2 separate regions of the Anser cygnoides genome follow, and region 2 is linked to region 1. A link is a contact called in public Hi-C data. All regions are on one chromosome and are shown on one strand. The core of a region is the stretch at or near the end of the contact, and the rest is flanking DNA. Distances in the headings are between cores, read along the strand shown.

Region 1 (5,468 bases), core at 771-3,270:
GAATCCCGCCTCCCGGCCGGGGCTTTCAGGGGTCAGTTGGCCAGACGACGTGCCAAAAATCCCAGACGGCCGCAACTTCCCTCCCGGCCAGGGCGTCTTCAGCGGCCCCGGCCGAGGGGAGCGGTTCCCCAACCCGCAGGGCCTGCCCGAAGAGATCTATCAGCAGCAGCTGGCCGAGAAGCAGATGGGCCTCCCCCCGGGCCTCAACATGGAGGGCATCAGGCCCGGCATGGAGATCAACAGAATGATTCCCTCCCAGAGACACATGGAGCCTGGGAATAACCCCATCTTCCCGCGCATGCCAGTGGAAGGGCCGATGAGCCCCTCCCGGGGGGACTTCCCCAAAGGAATACCCCCCCAGATGGGCTCCAGCAGGGAGCTGGAGTTTGGGATGGGCCCTGGCAGCATGAAGGGGGACATGGGCATGAATGTCAGCATGGGCTCCAACCCACCCCTGGTACCTCAGAAGCTGAGGGAGGCGGGAGTCGGGCCGGAAGAGATGATGAAGCTGCGGCCCGGCGTCTCGGAGATGCTCTCCTCCCAGCAGAAGATGGTGCCGTTGCCGTTCGGGGAGCACCCGCAGCAGGAGTATGGCATGGGTCCCAGGCCTTTCCTTCCCATGTCTCAGGGCCCAGGAGTTGGCCTCCGAAATCTCAGAGAACAGATGGGGCCTGACCAAAGGACTAACAACCGGCTCAGCCACATGCCGCCACTACCTCTCAACCCCACCAGTAACCCTAATAGCCTCAACACTGCTCCCCCCGCACAGCGCAGCCTGGGCCGCAAGCCCCTGGATATCTCCGCAGCCGGTCAGGTGCATTCTCCAGGGATCAACCCCCTGAAGTCTCCCACCATGCGCCAGGTCCAGTCTCCCATGATGGGGTCTCCCTCGGGGAACCTCAAGTCCCCCCAGACGCCCTCCCAGCTGGCAGGAATGCTCGCGGGCCCCACTGCCGCAGCTGCTGCTGCCTCCATTAAATCCCCCCCGGTCTTGGGGTCTGCTGCTGCTTCTCCTGTCCACCTCAAGTCTCCGTCTCTCCCCGCACCTTCTCCGGGATGGACTTCGTCTCCAAAGCCTCCTTTGCAGAGCCCCGGGATTCCCCCGAACCACAAGGCGTCTCTCACCATGTCTTCTCCGGCCATGCTGGGGAACGTGGAGTCGGGTGAGTGCCCCCTCCTCGTCCCAACTCCATCTTGTGCCATAGCTCCTGGGGGTGAGGGCTGGTGGCTGGGAGGACAACGAAGTGACAGGGTGGGGTCTGGAGGTGCGAAAGGATGTCTGGTGTTGGGGGGAGAAGACTGTCCTCTGAGCGGTTTTTGGCTGTTGTGCCCCTACCTCCTGATGGTTGTGGCTTTGCAGAGAAGTTTCTGCTTGTGGTATGAAAATGCTTCAGAATAAAAAGTTCCTACAAAGGCGTGCTGAGCGTAGGGGCCAGCCGCGTGTCCAGGTGTGGTTAGAGCTTTCCAGGTGTCCCAGCGCAGATGAGGAGATGTGCTAACGTTTGTTTGGACTTTGACCGCTTTGGACAGAGCTGAGCAGCGAGCGGGCGCTGTATGATCCCCGTTTGGTAGAAAACCAGGGAGATTCGGGCTCTGGCCCAGGTCCTTGGCACAGAGGTCTGAGAACATGCTCCTGAACAGCTCGGGACTGTTCACTGTGTGCCTCTCCCCTCTTTTCCCTCTCCCCGCAGCCAGGCTCCGAGTGCAGGAGCTTTCCGGCCTGGGGAAACCTCTGAGCCGGGTTTGCCCAGGTTGCCCTCTAGTGCTGCTGCTGGTAACAGGCAGCGCTGCAGGGACAGGGCCGTGCCTGCTGAGAGCAGGGGAATCCCAGCAGTGGTGCCGCAGGGAGGCCGACCCCGTGCAGCACTGAGCAGGGTTACTGGCCGGGCTCTGCCAGCAGATCGGTGTTTTTTCTTCAAATGTGGCGTGGAGATCGTTGCTGAAGGACAAAGGAGGCTGGAGGTGCAGTTATCTCTAGTCTGGGTAGAGCGAAGGATTACGGTAAGCTAAGAGGTGCAGAGAATTCTTCTTTAACTGGATCAAGCAGTAAATATGTAAATGTAAAAGCAGAAATGAAATTAAAACAAGGAGTTTTGCTTGTAGCTGCTGGCGCAGCTTGTCAGAAATCTGCCCACATGTCTCAGCGTACTGTCTGCTCCAGCTTTTCATCGCACTGCACATGTCTTTTGTGTTCGCTTGGTGCTGCTTAAAGAAAAAGGGAAAGGAGTTGCAGTTGACATCTGGTGGGCGCAGGATCAATTAACTGACTGTGTATTTATTTCGATTTTTATGGCTAGACATGGTATACATGTTTGTCTTTGGTGCATGGAAGTTGAACTGTAGGATTTTCAGACTTACCTGATGGTGGTTCTTGTAGATTTGTACAGGCTCCTGAGGGTTCCAGGAGAAGTGCAGAATCCAGGATAACAAATGTTAACAATCTTGACCGATAGGCTTATTTTTCTGGTTACTTTTCACAGCATTGACTGTATTAGTCAGATGGTCCCTTGTAATAAAAGGGTTTTTAAGGTTTTGAGATCCCCTACGAGAAGAGGGTGTGATTTAAGGAAAAAACGGTGAAAAAAATAAATAAATTCTCTTTTTTTTTTTGCCCCTCTAAGGTGGTCCACCTCCTTCCACAGTCAGCCAGTCTGCTCCTGTGACTCTCCCTGGAAATCTTCCCTCTAGCAGTCCTTACACAATGCCTCCGGAGCCAACCCTCTCCCAAAACCCTCTCTCCATCATGATGTCCAGGATGTCCAAATTTGCCATGCCCAGCTCAACACCGCTCTATCATGATGCCATCAAAACTGTGGCCAGCTCAGATGATGACTCCCCTCCGGCACGCTCCCCAAATTTGCCACCTATGAATAGTGTACCAGGTAAGAAACTCAGGGAAATGTAAGCCCAAGCTGTCGGGCAGTACAGTGAGAGTGACTTGTATGGAAGCTTCCTCAGATGAAGGTGATGAGAGGGGAAACCTTAAAGGATATATAGTCATGGGTTGTTTTATGTATGTGAGAGATTACCACTCTTATTCCACATGTGGGATAACTTGTGTGAGTGAAGGCTGTTTATGGGGATAATTGTCAGACCTACAATGTGTTACCCAGAGGAAGAATGCTTTCATTCTTCCCTTGTCTTCAGACAGTGCCATAGAAGCATCACAAGGTTTCTTTTTTTTTTTTTTTTGACACTGAATCGTCTGGTCTTTTCTTCTCCACTATTTTTGTGCGTTGCCTTTGTTACAGAAGAAGGTTAGCAGACTTTCTCAAAATGTACATTTTCTGGTAAAGGGAGTGTGTAAAGGCAGGTGACCTCAGCTGGGATTGAGGCAAACTGTCCTGGTCCCTACCTCAGAAAGCGGGGGGAAAGGCAAAATAAAATGCTGTTCTTTAGGACTCTCTCACAGAAGAGCCTGCTCATATGATAAATACGATTTCTGCTGACGGTTTAACGTTGATGGCTACACACGTATGTAATAAAAAAGTAGGCTGTAGGCCCTCCACCCGGTTGAATTAGTAGTCGCAAGAGGGGATGACTGGATGTTTGAAGAGAGCAGCAACTGATAATGAATTCTTGATGAGTTTACCTGTAGCTTCGCTATCTGTTTCACACACTAATGATAAGAGTTGCTGAATATACCTGGGAAAGCTGACTAATTGAGTACGTTTGATGATAGCTCATTAACCTCGCCAATCGCCACCGCCTAGGCTTATCAGCGTTACCTGATTCATCTCTTCTTAGGTTTTGAAAGGAGATTCAGTCACCTCCCGGTGGACAAGTGTCCATGTGCTGATAATCTGCCACAGACATGTTTGTGACTGACTGCCACATCTAGACTGCCAGGAAAGTAGTAAAGGTGTGAGCTGGGCTGAGATCCTACTTACAGAGCAGGCTTTAGTCCCTTTTTGCTAGAGCAGTGATGAGCTTAGGGAGGTTGCTGTGCAGGTGGCATCAATTTTCTGGTTAAAATGGCACTCTCCAGAGCCACTACTGTTTGTTTCTTTTACTAGCAGTAATTTAGTTATTTTTTTTTGTGGATGTGGTAACCTTGCAGAAAGGTCTCTGATATTTTCGTGATTTGCTTATGCTTGGCTGTTACCTAAATCCGATTCCTTATCTCTTCCCTAGGAATGGGCATTAATTCTCAGAATCCTCGAATTTCAGGTCCAAACCCAGTGGGTCCAATGCCAACCCTTAGCCCAATGGGAATGACCCAGCCTCTTTCCCACAACAACCAGATGCCCTCTCCAAATGCTATGGGACCCAATATACCTCCTCACGGGGTCCCCGTGGGACCCGGCCTGATGTCACACAACCCGATGATGGGGCACGGTTCCCAAGAGTCTCCAATGGTACCTCAAGGACGCCTGGGCTTCCCGCAGGGGTTCCCTCCCGTACAGTCCCCTCCACAGCAGGTGCCATTTCCCCACAACGGGCCGAGCGGCGGGCAAGGCAACTTCCCGGCGGGAATGGGCTTCCACGGAGAAGGACCTCTGGGGCGTCCTACCAACCTGCCCCAAAGCTCGACAGATCCAGCACTTTGCAAGACTGGAGGCCCTGGCGGTCCAGACTCCTTCACTGTTCTTGGAAACAATATGCCTTCGGTTTTCACCGATCCGGAGCTGCAGGAGGTGATCCGTCCCGGAGCCACGGGAATACCCGAGTTCGACCTCTCCCGGATTATCCCGTCGGAGAAGCCGAGCCAGACACTACAGTATTTCCCTCGCGGGGAGGTGCCGGGCCGCAAGCAACCGCAGGGGCCCGGGCCCGGCTTCTCCCACATGCAGGGGATGATAGGAGAGCAGACCCCGCGGATGGGACTAACGTTGCCTGGCATGGGGGGCCCCGGGCCGGTGGGGACTCCGGATATCCCTCTCGGGACGGCTCCGTCCATGCCGGGCCACAACCCGATGAGACCGCCGGCCTTCCTGCAGCAGGGCATGATGGGGCCACACCATCGCATGATGGCACCAGCACAGACGGCGATGCCCGGGCAGCCCGCGCTAATGAGCAACCCCGTGGCCGCCGTGGGCATGATCCCAGGCAAGGACCGAGCCCCCGCGGGGCTGTACAGCCACCCGGGCCCCGTCGGTTCACCCGGCATGATGATGTCAATGCAGGGCATGATGGGACCCCAACAGAACATCATGATTCCCCCCCAGATGAGGCCCCGAGGCATGGCTGCTGACGTGGGCATGGGAGGATTTAGCCAAGGCCCTGGAAACCCAGGGAACATGATGTTTTAAGCTGCTACCGTAAGACTGGATGTTCTGATCCTTGTGAAGATGAGATTCCAAGTCCTGAGGGCTTTTTTGGGAGCTTCAGGAGTACAGTTTGGCCATGCAATAGGTGAAAAGAGACCAGAGGACGCTTTGGGAAATCTCGAATGTACGGAATTACCTGAAAAAAAAATTATTCATTTTAACAGGTTGTTTTTTTTTAAGATTTATTTTTTAAAAATT
Region 2 (5,468 bases), core at 1,760-4,259, 48 kb before region 1:
AGTGCAAACTGTGACTCTGTGAGCCCTTGCTCAGCTGATGTCTAGTGCTGGGGACGCCCATCAGATTTGACAGCGAGGCCCCTGGCTTCAGCAGCTCCGCTCTGCACCTGTCTGGGAAAGCCTCCTGCTTGACAGGGCTCAGCACGACAGCAGCAGCAGGAGGATCCAGAAACAAAATGCTGCTTTGCCTGCAGGAGCGTGCCTGCAGGATGGGCGCTGTGCAGAACCCCAAGGAGGCTGATGCTTCCTTTTAAGCTGCAGCATCCAGAGGGTTTAAAGCACTTGTGGAGGTACAGAAGACCCAGCCTGTGCTGCCTCCTCTGCCCCAGGGATTTCCTGTCTGCATCTCCCATGGAAGCGCTCCAGCTCCTGAGCTGCGGCTGTTTCAGGAGAGAGGGCATGCTCACCTCTTCTGCCAGGGGCGTTATGCTTTTCTTAAAAGAGTTGTGGCTTCCCTGGGCACACATACATGCTGGAGAGGAAGCATCTGCAGGAATCACCAGCCTGGCTGTTCCGGATTTAACCCGAGGAGAGGGGGAAGCCCATGTTGCAGTCCACTCTCAAGTGACCACTTCTGAATTCTACCTGATGCCTCCTTAATGTAAAATTCGGAGAGAGGCGCTGGGCAGAGGGACCCGTGTTTTCCTTCGTACATGGAGTGCCATGAGATCAATGAGATTAAACATGTGCTTACATGCTGTCCTGAATTGGGGCCATGAGGAGAGCAATGGGAAAGTAAACAGAAGAGAAACGTTATGGAAATGAAGGAAGAGGGAAAATCCGCCCTGCTGAGTGCAGCAGCTCTCATCAGTTGGAAGAAGACATGGCCTCACCCAGAGCTGGTTAGGCACTAGAAAGTCCAGGGACAGGGAGAGAAGACTGTCATCTTCATCGGGGTACAAAGACAACCTGAAAAGCTGAGACTTGGAGCAGTAGAGAAAGGCTCTTGTAAAGTCTGTTGGGTACCACAGGCTCAGGAAAGTCTGTTGGGTGCAGCCTTTCCCAGACAAGGTAAGTTTAGCCGTGGGTTGTTTTTCACCTTTAGCAGAATGTGGATACTGGAAATGATCAGGCTTCAACCTGTGTCAGCCCGGAGAGGTTTTGTTCTTCCTTAAAAGACTATCAAGAGACTCAGAAATCCTGAGCTTTTCAGGGGGAGCTTGGACTGATCCCGGCCTTTATGGCACCCTGACGAGTGCCAAAATGAGCTTACCCAGGTCTCTTCTTAAGAGACAAATTCTAGGCTTTGGCTTCTGTCGGACATAAATCCAGGACTCCAGAGCGGCTTTGGTGTACGGAGGCTCAGTGCCCTCATGCACACCGGTAGGCACGTCTGCTGCTGCACATCCCCTTGCAGAGGCTGCAGGAGGTGGCGCTGGGCGTGATGACCGCTCTGCATGTAATCTGGCTTTGCTTTCAGCAGGTTAAGTTGGGGCACTCATCCTCTTCTGAGGACCTGCAGCGCCATGCTCCCAGCGTTTGCCAGCGCTGAGGAGAGCACTTGGGCAGCAGGCACCTCTGGGCCTGCCCTCACTGCGTCCCGCAGCCACTCAGAGGGTCTGACCGGTGTCTGTGCCCAAGGCTTTGGTGAAACCATGCTCTACCACCTCCCAGACTGCAAACGGTGTGATTTTGTTTTCCTGCCATTCTAATTCTAGACCGTACATTCTTTTTGTGTGTTCCATGTCACCTCAAGTCCTTTCACCCAGATTCCTTGGCACTGCCGTGCTCCTCCAGCTGGGATGTTTGCAAGATTGACTCGGATTTTCCAGCCTGGTTGTGCTTGCCCCCAGCCCGTCTCTCCTTCTGTGTCTCCAGTCATTCTGGGTTGCAGTCGTTCTCCCCTGCCTGACCTCTGTTTCTCTTTCCTGGGAAGCACCTCCTTTGTGTCTGTCCCAGTCTCCAAACTGCAAATTAGACCTGTTTAAAATTCTTCACAGTGAGTGACACATGGGCTCGTATGAACTTTTTGAGTTTTGGGGGACTGTAGGAGCTCTATTTTTGGGAGGCAGCTTCTCTGTTGAGCCCTTGGGTTCAGAAATCTGCATTCGCCCTTCTGTTGCAGATTCGGAAGATGACCTTGGGTAGGTCACTTCATCTGCCTCAATCTGTTTTACTGCTCGTTAAATTTAGATAAAAATACTTGCCCGGGTTAGTGAAATGTCTTTGAGATCATTGGACAAAACCGCTATCCAAGTGGCAATTATTATAATTATTTCTATTAAATGAAACCAGCTGATGCTTGTGCAATGCTCTTCAGGGCTCCGCGGCCCTTTTCCACGGAGGCTCGCAGAAAACCCTTTTGTCGTCCCTGGGCAGGGGTGTGTCTCTTGAGATGGGGTTTCGTGGTTTCCTTACGCAACGCGTGACAGCGGTTCGCTCGCTGGGCCCAACGAGGGACTTCTCGTGAGCCTGTCTGCGAGGAGGGCAGCTTGGGGACGCGCGCCAGCCACGTGTTGGGTTGGCTTTCGCCAACAGATCCGTGTGGCGAGGGAGCCCCGCGGGACCGAAGCCACCCAAAACACGAGGCGCCACGGGCGCAGCGTGGCCATTTTGGGTCTGTCGGGCGGTCGTACGCCGGCCGTGCTCGGCGACGCCGGGGCTTTAATCGCCTTTTAACGGGGCTGGCGCCCGCAGAGCCTTTGCGAAGCCCCCCGGGCCTCCTGGTCGGGGGCTCTGGGGACGGGGCGCCGCCCCCCCCGCCTCCACGGCGCTCCCCGAGGGGCTGCGGAGCGGCCGAGGGAGCCCGGCGGGGCCGGGGCGGGGCCGGGGCGGGGCGGGGGGGGGCCGCCCGCCTTGCGGCTCGCCAGCAGTGGCGGGAGGCGAGGCGCCGTGCGCCACAGCCGCTTGGCATGAATGCCTGGGCCGTACCAAGCGCCGCGGCGCCCGCGGGGGGAGGCCGCCCCGCCGCCCCGCCGCCCCGCGCAGACAATAGGCCCCGCCGGCCGGCCCCGTAAGTTGCCTTCGTGCCGCCACCGCGCCCGGGGCCAGCGCAGGCCGGGCCGCCTCCCGCTCCCGCCGCCCGCCCGCCCGCCCGCCCGCCCGCCATGCCGCGCCGCGCGCCCGCCGCCTGAGGCAGGTAAGCAACGGCCGCAACGGCCGCGCCAACGGCCGCAGCGCCCGGCGGTGGGGACGGCCCGGCACGGCTCGGCTCGGCTCGGCTCGGCTCGGCTCGGTTCTCCTCGGCCCGGCGGGGGGCGGAAAGTTTTTCGGCGGGCGCCCTGCCTCAGTTTCCCCCGGCGTCCCACCTGTTGGCCGCCCCCCTGCCGCCGCTGAGGGGGGAGGCGGCACCCCCGGGGCTGCTCGCCGGGAGGGGTGCTCCCGCGGCTGGGTTGCGCTTGTCTGTATTTTTTAATGTTTATTTATTTTATTTTATATATTTTTAATGCTCTGGGGTTTGGGGAGATGGAGGCGGTTTTACTGTTGGTGTTTATCAGCCGGTAAATACCTGGCTCGGCGGGAGAGTAACAATGTGAAGCCTCGCTTCGCTTGCTCGCCGGAGGTCTTGTGGCTGAGGTGGCGATGTGAGAGAGCTCAAAAAATAAAGGCAGAGGGGGATAAAAAGCAGAGAAACCCCCGTCCTCATGCCCAGCTCTGCACTAGATTTTGTTAAAAATGTGGAGGATTATATATATATACATTTTCCTCGGAAAGCCTTCCAGTACGTTAGGTGCGTCCTCGCGAGGTCTTTTAAGTTCGTCATCTGCCGCCGTTCGGGTTTCATTGATTCGAGTTGTTTTGCTAAAAAAAATAACCTACAAGCATCCGAGCCGCACAAATGTTCATCATCCTAACGTCCTGACACAGCCTGAGTGAGGCAGGAGCTGGAGGAGGGGGAGAGAGCGGGGATTTGTGCTTTCCCAGGCGGGGCTGGGAGGAGAGCATCGTGTGCTGAGGAATATGAGCAGGAACGGGAGATGGGGGAGGGAGTCTAAATTGTCCTGAGACCCTATTCAATCCAGCAAGGAAGATGGAGGATCTTGCTGCTGCAAAAAAAATGTATACGGCAGAAATCTCAGCCGGCTTCTCCCTGACTTGTTACCTCCCTCTCCAAAATAAATAAATAAGCAGCAGAAGAATCAAAGCAGCAAACGATTACTGGGTGGAACGTTTTCCGTAATACCTTCATCCCGCGCGCTTTGCAGTCGGAGAGTCCAGTGATGGAGGCATGCAAGAAGCAGGGAGAAAGACTCGGAGGTTTTCAGTCACAGGAGGGGGAGAAGTCTCAGCTCGTGTTTGAAATGAGACTTGTCAGGCACCGAGGTGGGGATTAAAAATGCCTGTGCCAGGCAGCCGGACCTGTGGAGGAGGCAGCTCCGGCTCCTACAGTTTCGATGTTGGGTGGAAAACCAGCGGATAGAGGATGTAGACAGGTGGGGGAGCAGGGAGGAAGGAGGTCCGAAGAAGATCTTGGACAGGCTCCTTGGAGGACTCTGAAAAGAGGGGGGATTCTGAACTCAGCCAGGACACGAGCAAAAATAGAGTGTAGATGAGCTGGATGTGGCGTAGTAGGACTTTGGGCATGGAAGAAAGCAGAGGTCTGGTGTTCTGACTGCAGAGTTTGGGGCAGGCAGCAGGGAAAGGAGAGATCTGTGTAGCCAGCTTGAGGGCTGATAGCACGTAGGGCCAGGATCGCAGCCAAGGGGATGGGGAAGAGAGCGTGTGGCTTGCCTTTTCCGTAGGTGGTCTGTCTGGTGGGGGATCTTCTGTTGAAATGACTTTGTGAATTCCTGTTAATTTTGTTGGAACCCAACAACAGCAAGGACAAAATACCAGACTTTTCCCCAGCCTTTGTGAATATAGGTGTAGGGGTGAAATCAAACCTCTTGATGACTGCTACCATGCACCCTACCCCTCTGCGTGCATGGAAGCAGCAAATTTGTGCAAACACACCTGTGCGTGTGGCACGTTCTTCCTCCCGAGGGGCAAGGTGCACATGTTGTAAGCATGGTTCCTGCGTGGATGCAGCCCAGTTCTCTTGTTTTCCTCAGTTTACATAATAGCTTATTCTGTCAGCATGGCACCGGTAGTATTTCGCAGCCAACTTTGCATGAATTGTGATGCGAGGTGCAGGGCAGCCGAGACTTGAAACCAATACATGCAACGCTTTAGCTTTTCTGTTCACGACGGCATTCCTGTGACAGAGCGGAAGACATCACGCACGCAAACAATGCCATAAAAATTTTATGCACATTTACATGCAGAGAGCTGATCTCGGGTCAAACGTACTCCAAGTTGCTCTCTCTGAAGAAGAGGAGAGAAGAAAGGCAGTGCCTGCATGTTGCAGACGGGGCTGGCACGCTGCTCCCACACATGCGGATGGATCGCACGCGTGCATGTTCGACCTTCCCTCGCCAGGATCACCTGCCTGAAGTCCAGCCGGGCTGGCGGCGTGGGGAAGTTTTGCCCCTCGGATGGTGATTTGATGCCCTTTCTGCTCCCGCTTTGTGCCGGACGGGCTGGAGCCA

What was found. Hi-C and Micro-C count contacts between places; a contact is called where the count stands out from the background.
Region 2: a contact with region 1 is called in a Hi-C map of liver, with 1.9 times the contacts expected there. The contact joins the promoter of BCL9 here to the enhancer-like site in region 1. A contact is called at or near these places in 2 of 7 Hi-C or Micro-C datasets (both in liver).

What each region holds. Positions count from the first base shown.
Region 1 is chr1:87,276,818-87,282,285 of Taihu_goose_T2T_genome, reverse strand. It overlaps BCL9 (BCL9 transcription coactivator), which reads left to right. Exons shown (of 9, transcript XM_067001615.1): 7 at 1-1,163; 8 at 2,622-2,882; 9 at 4,135-5,468. The coding sequence ends at 5,252. Among named protein-coding and RNA genes, the nearest start is that of ACP6, 17 kb to the right of the region's middle. Within about 2 kb of position 2,020, at least 1 of the 3 cell types and tissues checked has open chromatin away from gene starts, as enhancers often do. A contact at or near this core is called in liver, where this site is marked.
Region 2 is chr1:87,326,153-87,331,620 of Taihu_goose_T2T_genome, reverse strand. It overlaps BCL9 (BCL9 transcription coactivator), which reads left to right and starts at 3,009. Exons shown (of 9, transcript XM_067001615.1): 1 at 3,009-3,079.